2 separate regions of the Mus musculus genome follow, and region 1 is linked to region 2. A link is a contact called in public HiChIP or PLAC-seq data. All regions are on one chromosome and are shown on one strand. Each heading gives the region's core, a stretch centred on a gene start, on an enhancer-like site or on the middle of the called end of the contact. The rest is flanking DNA. Distances are from core to core; before and after follow the strand shown.

Region 1 (5,056 bases), core at 906-3,405, 680 kb after region 2:
TCTAGAAGCATCTGCCTCACACCAGGTCTTTATTGCCTTCTGTTCTCACAGCCATCTTGAGAAAGCTTAGGAAACTAAGGCTTCCAGGGGGGTTGGCATTTGTTTTGTTTGCATTCAGAGACAAGGGCTCACTATGTAGCCCAGGCTGGCCTTGAACTTGCAACCCTCCTGCCTCAGCCTCCCCTGAGCTGGGAACCCAGGTGTATACCATGCCCAAATATTTCTGTCTTTTTGCTTTCTAGATGTCATATATGAGCAGCTTCTGTCATGATGTCTCACCACAGACCCCCAAGGCAGCAGAGGCAAGCAGCCATGGACCTAAACCTCCCAGACTGTGAGCCCAAATAATCCTTTCTTCTTTTTCTGTTGATTATCATAGGCCTTCTGTCACAGCAGTGGAAAGTTGGTAGTCTGAGGTCTTTCGTAGGCCCCAGCACTGCATAAACCATACACGCTGGTGCATGCCTGCAATCCTAGCACTCTGGAGCCAGAAACAAGAGGACCAGGAATTCAAGGTTATCTTTTGCTGCATAGTGAGTTGTGAATTTAGGCTAGCCTGAGCTATATTACTGTTTTAAAACAAAAGCAAACAGGTGACTGGAGAGATGGCTCAGCAGTTAAGAGCACTGACTACTCTTCCAAAGGTCCTGAGTTCAATTTCCAGCAACCACATGGTGGCTTATAGCCATCTGTAATGGGATTTGGTGCCTTCTTTTGGTGTCTGAAGACAGCCACAGTGTACCCATAGAAATAAAATAAATACACCTTAAAAAAAAAAACCCACTGTTCTCATTTTTAAAAAGTGAAAAAAAAAAAACAACAGAAATCAAACTAACACATCTGCATCTCCCCCCACCTCAACCCCCCAATGTGTATTGCTGTTTTGTCTGCACATAAGTGTGCACCATGTGCATGCAGTTTCCACAGAAGCCAGAAGAGGGCATCAGACCACCTGGACTTACAGACAGTAGTGAGAGCTACAAGGATTGAACCCTTGTCCTCTGGAAAAACAGTCAGCTCTGTTAACCACTGAGCCATCTTTCTAACCCAGGTTCTGCATCCTTGAAAAGATTTACAATGGAAGATGCTACTCTGATGGTAGGGATGAGGGACTAGTAGGCGCATAGTCATCCCTTTTTAAGGGCAGATGGCCAACTTCATCATTTGTTTTTCTGAGTGCCCCCAACTTCTGGGCTATTCCTTGTAATTTCTTATCTATTTGGCTCTCACTCATTCAGGGAGTGGGGGATGGGGACAGGGACTGAGCTTTGCTTTCCAGGAGCAGACTCGCTTGACGGAGCACCCCTGGGTAGCACTAGGGATGCCCTGACGCTCCTTGTGAGGCTGCAGCAGCTTTTGAACTCCTTCTCCCCTATAGCCAAGCTTTTAATTTCTTCCTTAGCAGCTGGGAAAAACAAGGGGAGAGGGCAGTGAGGTGATTAGTGGGCAAAGGTGCCTGCTGCCAAGCTTTAGTCTCATGCCCAGGATCCAAATGGTGGAAGGAGAGAAATGACTTTCGAAAGTTGCCCTTGAACCTCCACACACCTGCTATAATGTGCACATGTGCATGGGTATGTGTGCATGCATGCATACACATTCATGCTCACCCACATGAATACACACATACAGGCACTAAATAAATTTCTTCTCCCTCAACATTTCCAAGGCTTGAGCCTGCATAGCAACCATGCTGCCTTCTCTAGTGCCAGGGGAGAGCTAAGTTATCAGTAGGCAATCCTAGGAAGAGAACTCATGTTTATCAAGACATGAGTTTATCATGTTATACAAAGGCATTGTTCTAATCTCTTGTGTGTACTTTCCCTGACTTACCTACCACCTTTGCAGATGAGGAAGTGGAGGACCTTGGAAGCTATGCTGAATAAGACAAGGCTGGTAGATAGTGGAGCCAGGGTTTGGTTCTGGACTTTGAAGTCCATGTGCTGTTACTGTAGGCTGCCTTTGAGGGGCCCCTTGGAGGCAGAGGTCATGAAACTTCAGGAGTTGTATGGAATTCTACCCACACAAGGCAGTCCTGGACATTCAATGTGTGTCAACTGAGACTAACCTCAGCCAGTTTACACGGTGCTGTGTTGCCCACTGTCAAGGTCATAGGCACTCCCAAAGATTATTGAAGAGAAAAGCTTGAACCTTACGAGGTCATGGCCACCAGGTGGCACTGCAAGGACTGATTGAGATCTTTGTTCCTAGATCTGAAAGCCAGTAAGATATACCTGGTTCCTAAAACAGAGGTTCCAGGGAAACAAGCAAACCAATCAACCACAGGCCAAACCCTTGAGAGTCTGGCTTAATGTTTTGCATAGGCTTTGTGGAAATCTGCCAAGATTTTTTTAAAGTTTTAATTTTCAGAGTCAGTCAAATGCCATCTATATAGTTCAAGAATTTTCAAGTATAAAACAGGAGCTGGGGTTGCAGCTTAGTGCTAGAGTACCTGCTTTGCATGTACACAGCTCTGGCTTCAGTCTCCAGTACAAACACACACACACACACACACACACACACACACACACACACACTGTATAAAAAGTATGTAGAAAAAATCTACTCTTATATTTACTGCTATTAGTTATTTATGAATCCTTCTAAATATTACACATGTAAACATAATACATAACTATCTTCATACAAGATTTTATATGAATATATATTTTATATAGCAATATGTATATATAAAGCCATATACATATATATATGGATATATATATATATATATATATATATATATATATATATATATATATTCCTTCTTTTAAAACAGATGGCTGCTTAAAAAAACCTTGCTTTTGAGGGACTATTAAAATGGCTCATAGGAAAAAGACACTCACTTACAAGCCTGACAACCCAAGTTCTATCTCCAAGATCCAAATGATGCAAGGAAGGCAGCCAGGCATGATGGTACCTGCTTTTAATTCTAGCATTCAGGAAAGTGAGTTACAGGCCAGCCAAGGCTATATAGTGAGACCTGTCTCAAAAACAACAACAAACCAAAATGGTGGAAGAAGATAGCTTGACTCCAGCAGGTTGTCCTTGCTCCATACGTGCTGCCTGACACATATATGTGCATATGTGTTTCACATATATGTGCATGTGTGTTTCTTTCCTTCAAGGGAGAAAAAGATCCACTGTAGTCTTCCACTCAAGAAGACTCCCTGCCATTTAAAGAAGAGAAGTTAGTGATGTTAGCCATACTTCATTTTGTAATCTACAAATATGATGATAAATGTACACATTGCAAAGTGAACATATTTTAAAGTAAAATAGGAACAATTCATACAGTTTTGTTTTCCAACAAAAACAAAGGTGAAACAAGTGAAAATGATAACTAGTAACAGATGGTTTTATGTAGATCTTTATGTCGGCAGTAATCCTTTTTTTTTTAAGATTTATTTATTTTATTATATGTAAGTAAACTGTAGCTGTCTTCAGACACTCCAGAAGAGGGAGTCAGATCTCATTACAGATGGTTGTGAGCCACCATGTGGTTGCTGGGATTTGAACTCTGGACCTTCGGAAGAGCAGTCGGGTGCTCTTACCCACTGAGCCATCTCACCAGCCTGGCAGTAATCCTTTTAAAATTCTATTGATTTGTTTTGTTTTTTAAGACAGGGTTTCATGTACTCCAGGCTGGCTTTGAACTTGATATGTAGGTTGATTTACATTTTTAAAATTATATTTATTATTATTATTATTATTGTGTGTGTGTGTGTCTGTCTGTCTGTGGCATGGAATGTAGGGTGGGGGACAATGGGTGTCAAAGGACACTTTTTGGGAGTCTGCTCTTTCCTCCCACTGCTGGCTCTAGAAACTGAACTCAGGTTATCAGGCTTGCATAGTGCTTGTGTGTGTGTGTGTGTGTGTGTGTGTGTGTGTGTGTGTGTGTGTACCTGCTGGGTGGCTTGCTAGCCCTTGTTTGATTTTTTGATTGGTTGATCTCAGATTGTGGCTTTAGAGACGTTTTATAATCTGTATCATTTGATCTCTCAGCTTGTCAACTGTCAGTGTTGATAGTAAGCTTTCAGATGGTATTCTTGATTCTTGTATGCACAGAACGTCAGAAACCTTCAGTCATTATTCTGTCCCTGATCAGCTTTCAAGTGGCGCCGCTCATGTGACTTATCAGAAATTACAATTGCACGATGTTTGTGATAATTACCGTGGATTCTTTCCAGATGCTTCTCAGCACTTTGGCCTTTAGTGGACTTTGGGAACAGAGCCCAAAGCCTCTGTTATCTGATGATGCCAAACTGCAGCTGCACATTTTCTAATGCCCTAGGGATGCAGGCGTGACAGCTACTGTTCCCCAGCCACAGTGACCTGCAGGCTTTTGCTCCTGATCTCAGAGGTCTGTTTGCCATGGGGTAGGATCATGCTGTTACATAGGATATACACTGGGTCATGCCTTGTTTCTTTCACGGAACAATATAGAGATTTTTATCAGTTTGTAAAAAACTACTGATTCTTTTGGGGATTAAAACACAATGATATTATTTCCCCCTTCACTTTCATTCTCCTTTCTCAATCACACACACACACACACACACACACACACACACACTTTTTCAAAATTATGGCCTCTTTATCTTTGTTATTATTGGTGTTGTTTTGTGTGTGTGTGTGTGTGTGTGTGTTTGTTTGTTAAAATATTCCTAAATATATAAATACAATCTGACCCACTCAGTCCATATAAGATTACTTGTGTGTGTATGTTTTTATTATTTATTTGTTTGTTTGTTTGTTTGTTTTCTCTGAGACCAGTTTTCTCTGTGTAGCCCTGGTTGTTTTAGAACTCACTCTGTAGACCAGGCTAGCCTTGAACTCACAGAGACCTGTGTGCCTCTGTTCCAGGAAGGCTGGGATTAAAGGCATGCGCCACCACTGTCCAGCATTTGGGTATGTTTTTAAGGCTGACCATTTGGTGCTGAAGAACGAATTACTGTGCTCTTCCCTGGAGAAGACTCTTCTTCGGGGCCTCTGCATCCCGTAGCTGCCTGTAGTTCTTTGTCCAGACCTGGGCCTTGCAGGCTTTCCCTGTCCACAT
Region 2 (5,157 bases), core at 2,581-5,080:
CAACTCGAGGAAGTTGGTTTTCTCTTTCCCCAAGTGTGTTCTGGGGGTTAAATTCAGGTCACAGGGCTTGGTAGCAGGCACTTATACCCGATGAGCAATCTTGCTACCAGGGTCGGTTCTAATTTTCTTTGTGTTATTATAACAAAATATATAAGGCTGAGTACTTTATGAAAAAAATGATTTATTTTTAATTAATATATGCTCACAGTTCTAGAAGATGAAGAACACGGAACCAGCCTCGTCTCAGCTTTGCTGGGGTTTGACGGTAGCAGCAACCGCCTGGCGGGGACACTTGCAGGCAGGATCATGAGAGACAGGCACAGAGGATGGTGATGCTGGGGAAGAGTATTAATCCGTCCATGAGGACAGGACCCCCTTGCTTTAGTTACCTCCCATGCAATCCATCTCTGAAAGGTTACATCATCTTAACACTGCTACGCTAGGGACTAAGCTTCCAGTACATAAACCTATAAGGGAAACCATCCAAACTATGGCAGGAGCCTAGAGGGGATTCAGGCCAGACACAAGCCCAAGATAGAAGTTTAATTACCTTCACAGCTGTGCTCAGCCTAGCACAGCCCCAAGTAAACATCATTCAGAGCCCGACTGAGAACAGACGCTGCAAAATGTGCTGGGTTTAGGGGAGAGGCCGTGTTTAGGATACGGAGATGTATGTTCTCCTTTGTATTTATTTAAGCCAAATAAAACTGTGAACCGTGTAACTGTGCCTCCTGCCTGGTCTCTCTCCCTCACAGAGGGAGCGCACACAGAGGTGCTTGTTCACCCACCTCAAGGACCCAGATCACAGCAACCTGGTGTGAGGGGGGTTCTCTTTGTAGCAACTGTCATTTGGAAAACTGAGTTTGCTGAAGGCGGAGACAAACAATGGACCAACCAGGAGAGTAACTGTCACCCACAATTTAAGACAGATATACTCTAGAGCAGTTCTAAGTCCCAGCTACCCTGAGACTCTGGCTTGGATGTTCTGATAGGGAAGGAGCCATCAACGAACTATCTTCAGTTTATTAAAAAGCATGATGGATGGGCTGGTGAGATGGCTCAGTGGGTAAGAGCACCCGACTGCTCTTCCGAAGGTCCAGAGTTCAAATCCCAGCAACCACATGGTGGCTTACAACCATCCTTAATGAGATCTGACTCCCTCTTCTGGAGTGGCTGAAGACAGCTACAATGTACTTACATATAATAAATAAATAAATCTTTTAAAAAAAAAAAGCATGATGAAGGGGCTAGGGAGATGGCTTGGTTAACAGCCTAGAATGCTCTTGCAGTCTGGTTCCCAGCACCTATATCAAGCAGGTTATAGATCTGGCCACCTGTAACTCCAGCTCCAGGGTGCCAGTAAGGCCTGAGGTGTCAGATCCCCTGAAACAGGAGTTATGGGTGGCTGTGAGGCACCTGACCTGGGTGCTGGAAGTGGAACTCGGATCCTTACCAATAGCAAATGGGCTTTTTTTGTTGTTGCTATTTTACAAAATCTCAATTGTTTGAGAGCTAGATGCTGAGGCGAAAGCCTGCTAGCCCAGAGAGGCAGAGAAAACACCCAGCTGACCTCCTTCCTCAGTCTCACCAGTAATGCCCTCTCACACACTGTCTCAAAAAACCTCCTTCAGGGACTGGAGAGATGGCTCAGGGGTTAAGAGCACTGACTGCTCTGCCAGAGGACCTGAGTTCAAATCCCAGCAACCACATGGTGGCTCACAACCATCTTTAATGAGCTCAGATGCCCTCTTCTAGTGTGTCTGAAGACAGCTACAGTGTACTCACATATATTAAAAAAAAAAAAAAAAGTATACCTGGTGGCACATGCCTTTGATCCCAGCACTTGGGAGGCAGAGGCAGGTGGATTTCTGAGTTCGAGGCCAGCCTGGTCTACAAAGTGAGTTCCAGGGCAGCCAGGGCTACACAGAGAAACCCTGCCTCGAAAAACCAAACAACAACCAATAAAAACCTCCTTCAAACGGAATGTCCCTCCCTTCTACTTCATGTGTGTCTATAACCATCCTGACTCTTACTCTCTATGTTTTTTTTTTCTTAATAATCTTATGTTCACCTCCTGTCCACTGGTTGCTTGCTCTGCTTGTTTTTTTTTTTGGGGGGGGGGGAATTTATTTATTTATTATATGTAAGTACGCTGTATCTGTCTTTAGACATCCCAGAAGAGGTTCAGTTATCATTACAGATGGTTGTGAGCCACCACATGGTTGCTGGGATTTGAATTCAGGACCTTTGGAAGAGCAATCAGTGCTCTTAACCACTGAGCCATCTCTCCAGCCCCTGCTCTGCCTTTTGATCTAAGGTCGACTTTATTTAATCCTGCTTACAATATTCAAGCAGAAAGCTCTTGGATTCAAGGTGTGTGCTAAGGCTGAGCTACACCACAACTAGAAACAGATTTTTCCAGTAAGCAACACAATCTCAGGGTTCACACTGTGATCAAATATCTTGCAACATCACCTCCCATTTGTCTAAATGAAAAGATAAGATCTTAGCTCCAATATAGTAAAAGTATTTACAGTAATGAAGCTATTTCTGCCAAGCTTTCCACAATGTCCAGCTTGGTTGTATTTGGCAGTCAAAGGATTAAGTATTTTTGAGTTCTGCATTCTGTACAATGCTCGTGTCAGTCTTATATGAACTCATTTGAATGTCCTGAGCAGTTTGTAGTTCTAAGCTGATCTTTGGGTGGTGTTTATCAGCTTAGTGGCAATCCTGGCTAGGTAGAACATAGCAGTCAACTCAAAGGTGTCCACTGTTTGTGTAGAGCCTGGTGGTAGAAGAGGCTTGGGGCAGTTCTGTCCAGTGGTTAGCGTCCCCACAATCCAGGTGGATTAGTCATTGTAGGTCCCCATCCTCTCAGAGACCTCAAAGGGAACCGTTAGGAATGGTAGAAAACTTAAACATTTTTTAAAAATATTTATTTATTTATTTATTATAAGTACACTACTGTAGCTGTCTTCAGATACTCCAGAAGAGGGCATCAGATTTCATTATGGATGGTTGTGAGCCACCATGTAGTTGCTGGGATTTGAACTCAGGGCCTTTGGAAGAGCAGTCGGCACTCTTAACCGCTGAGCCATCTCACCAGCCCCCAAACCTAAACATTTTAAATGATATGTTCAGCAGATCTCTAAAAGGTTTGAGGATCCCGTCTATCGAGTACATCCGAGGTACACAAACTTGGTTCCTAGTTACTTGCTTCAGACTCAAGCCTGAAAACATGCACAGGAAGCTCGATGAAGATTACTTCCAGAATTAGTTAGTACTCTGTGTGATGACAGAAAATTTATAGATAACATAATAATTTCATAGATTTTGAGATAATATTTATACTTTAAGGAAAGTTTTAGAGAGTTAAATGAAAGCCGAAAGATTAAGGGATTAGTGGCAATAGAATAATAGTAAATCCCTTATTTCTTGTTTTCTTCTGTCCAGGAGGCTCTTCTGATATGAAACAGAGATTTTTGGATTTTCCTTTAACAAGCATGAGTGGGCTAGAGAATGAGAGAGCCACCCCAAAGTCAGCTTTAGTTTTTAATTGAATTGAGACCATATAAAGCTCATTTGCCACTTGTGACTGTAGAGGGCAGCAGAGACAAGCATTTGGGAATCCGCTATGGGCCAGCTGCAAGATAGGAAAAAAGAAAGGAGTGCCTGCGGGGGGGGGGGGGGGGGGAGGGGCGGGAGTGTGGGAGTCAGAGGGGAGGTGGGGCTGTCCAGCTCGCCCCCCGCCCCCACCCCCACTTAGTCCCCACACCCCACCACCAACACTGCCCCCCGGTGGTTGTCAAGTGGGAAGGGGCAGCTACTCGGGCAAGATGGTGGCACTGGTGCCGGTGCTAGTCTGGAGCTCTGAGCTGTGATTTCAGACCACGGAAGTGGATGATATCACGTGACCAATTTACCCTTTTTCTTGGGACATTTTCTCTTTTTCTTCAGATGTTTTACTTGTCCAGCGGTCTCAAGATTCCATACTTAAATGCTTTTATTCTCCTGGAAAGATAAAAGCTAAACCCTTCCTCCCACCCTAACTCTCAGGGGTTATTTCTTGGCAGCTTATATCTTTCCTAGGGTAAAATGGCTTTTTGTTTTGTTTTGTTTTGTTTGGCAACAGAAAAAGTATTATCTTTCAATTGAAATTTTAAAAATTATTGTGAAAATTTGAAACTAAATAGATCTTAGTATGTGTGGGTAAATATACCAATATTTCCCTTTCTCTTTATGGGATGGTTCAAGGTTTAAGTGTATTTATTTTTAGATCACAAAGAACATTCACTTTGACCGGGCGTGGTGGCCCACGCCTTTAATCCCAGCACTCGGGAGGCAGAGGCAGGCAGATTTCTGAGTTCGAGACCAGCCTGGTCTACAAAGTGAGCTCCAGGACAGCCAGGGCTATACAGAGAAACCCTGTCTCAGAAAAAAAAAAAAAAAAAAAAACAAAAACCATTCACTTTGAATTGAATTTCAGTATGCTTTTTGCAAGCAGCTTTTAAATTTAAATCACTGTAATTCTTATGTGCCTGCCTCTGCCTCCCAAGTGTTAGGATTAAAGGTATGCACCACCCCTGGCTATGGGCTCCTTAGAACAGTTATTCTCATAGGGTTGTCCTGGTTCTCTATTTCCCCTTATTCTTTTTTTTTTTGTTATGGAAAAAATGTTTATTTTGAAATTATTTTAATTTAGAAATAGAAAACCTCATAGGAAGGAGGAAAGAAACAAGAACCACAAAGCATCCAGGCAACGTTTCACTTCATGATCGTGTCACCCCCTCACTGTTCACTCGTCCCGTGATGAGAAAGGACTCAGCCACCCACAGAATTGTTATTAATAGGGATATGGATCAGTTTCATGAGGAAGCCAATGAATCCCATGATCGCAAATCCTACCGCTGTGGCCATGGAGAGCTTCTGGAATTCCCTTCTGTCCGGTTTGGTGCTTCTTTTAACCAGCCGAACTGAGTCCTTTACAAACTGCCGACTTGGCTCGACAAAGTTCATTACCTGCTCCATGTTTGTGGGACGGCGTCTTGAGAGGGTAGAGACACCTAGCTTAGGAGAGAGTTTCCCCTTATTTCAGCATTAGGGTTAAACTTTCAAGTTTTTCCAATTTGTATTTATCATCCTCACTGATTTATTCTG

What was found. HiChIP or PLAC-seq counts read pairs in DNA pulled down with a chosen protein or histone mark.
Region 1: an H3K4me3 HiChIP or PLAC-seq map of bone marrow-derived macrophages shows a contact between it and region 2, with 7 times the contacts expected there. The contact joins two enhancer-like sites. A contact is called at or near these places in 1 of 39 promoter capture datasets (liver), 1 of 484 Hi-C or Micro-C datasets (embryonic stem cells) and 1 of 115 datasets of contacts at active chromatin or transcription factors (bone marrow-derived macrophages).

The regions. Positions count from the first base shown.
Region 1 is chr9:66,281,851-66,286,906 of GRCm38.p6, forward strand. No RefSeq gene overlaps it. Among named protein-coding and RNA genes, the nearest start is that of Gm39364, 17 kb to the right of the region's middle. Within about 2 kb of position 2,156, at least 24 of the 459 cell types and tissues checked have an H3K27ac peak or open chromatin away from gene starts, as enhancers often do. A contact at or near this core is called in bone marrow-derived macrophages, where this site is marked.
Region 2 is chr9:65,595,246-65,600,402 of GRCm38.p6, forward strand. It overlaps Pif1 (PIF1 5'-to-3' DNA helicase), which reads left to right. Exons shown (of 12, transcript NM_172453.5): 12 at 1-722. It also overlaps the pseudogene Gm10144. Among named protein-coding and RNA genes, the nearest start is that of Pif1, 11 kb to the left of the region's middle. Within about 2 kb of position 3,831, at least 18 of the 459 cell types and tissues checked have an H3K27ac peak or open chromatin away from gene starts, as enhancers often do. A contact at or near this core is called in bone marrow-derived macrophages, where this site is marked.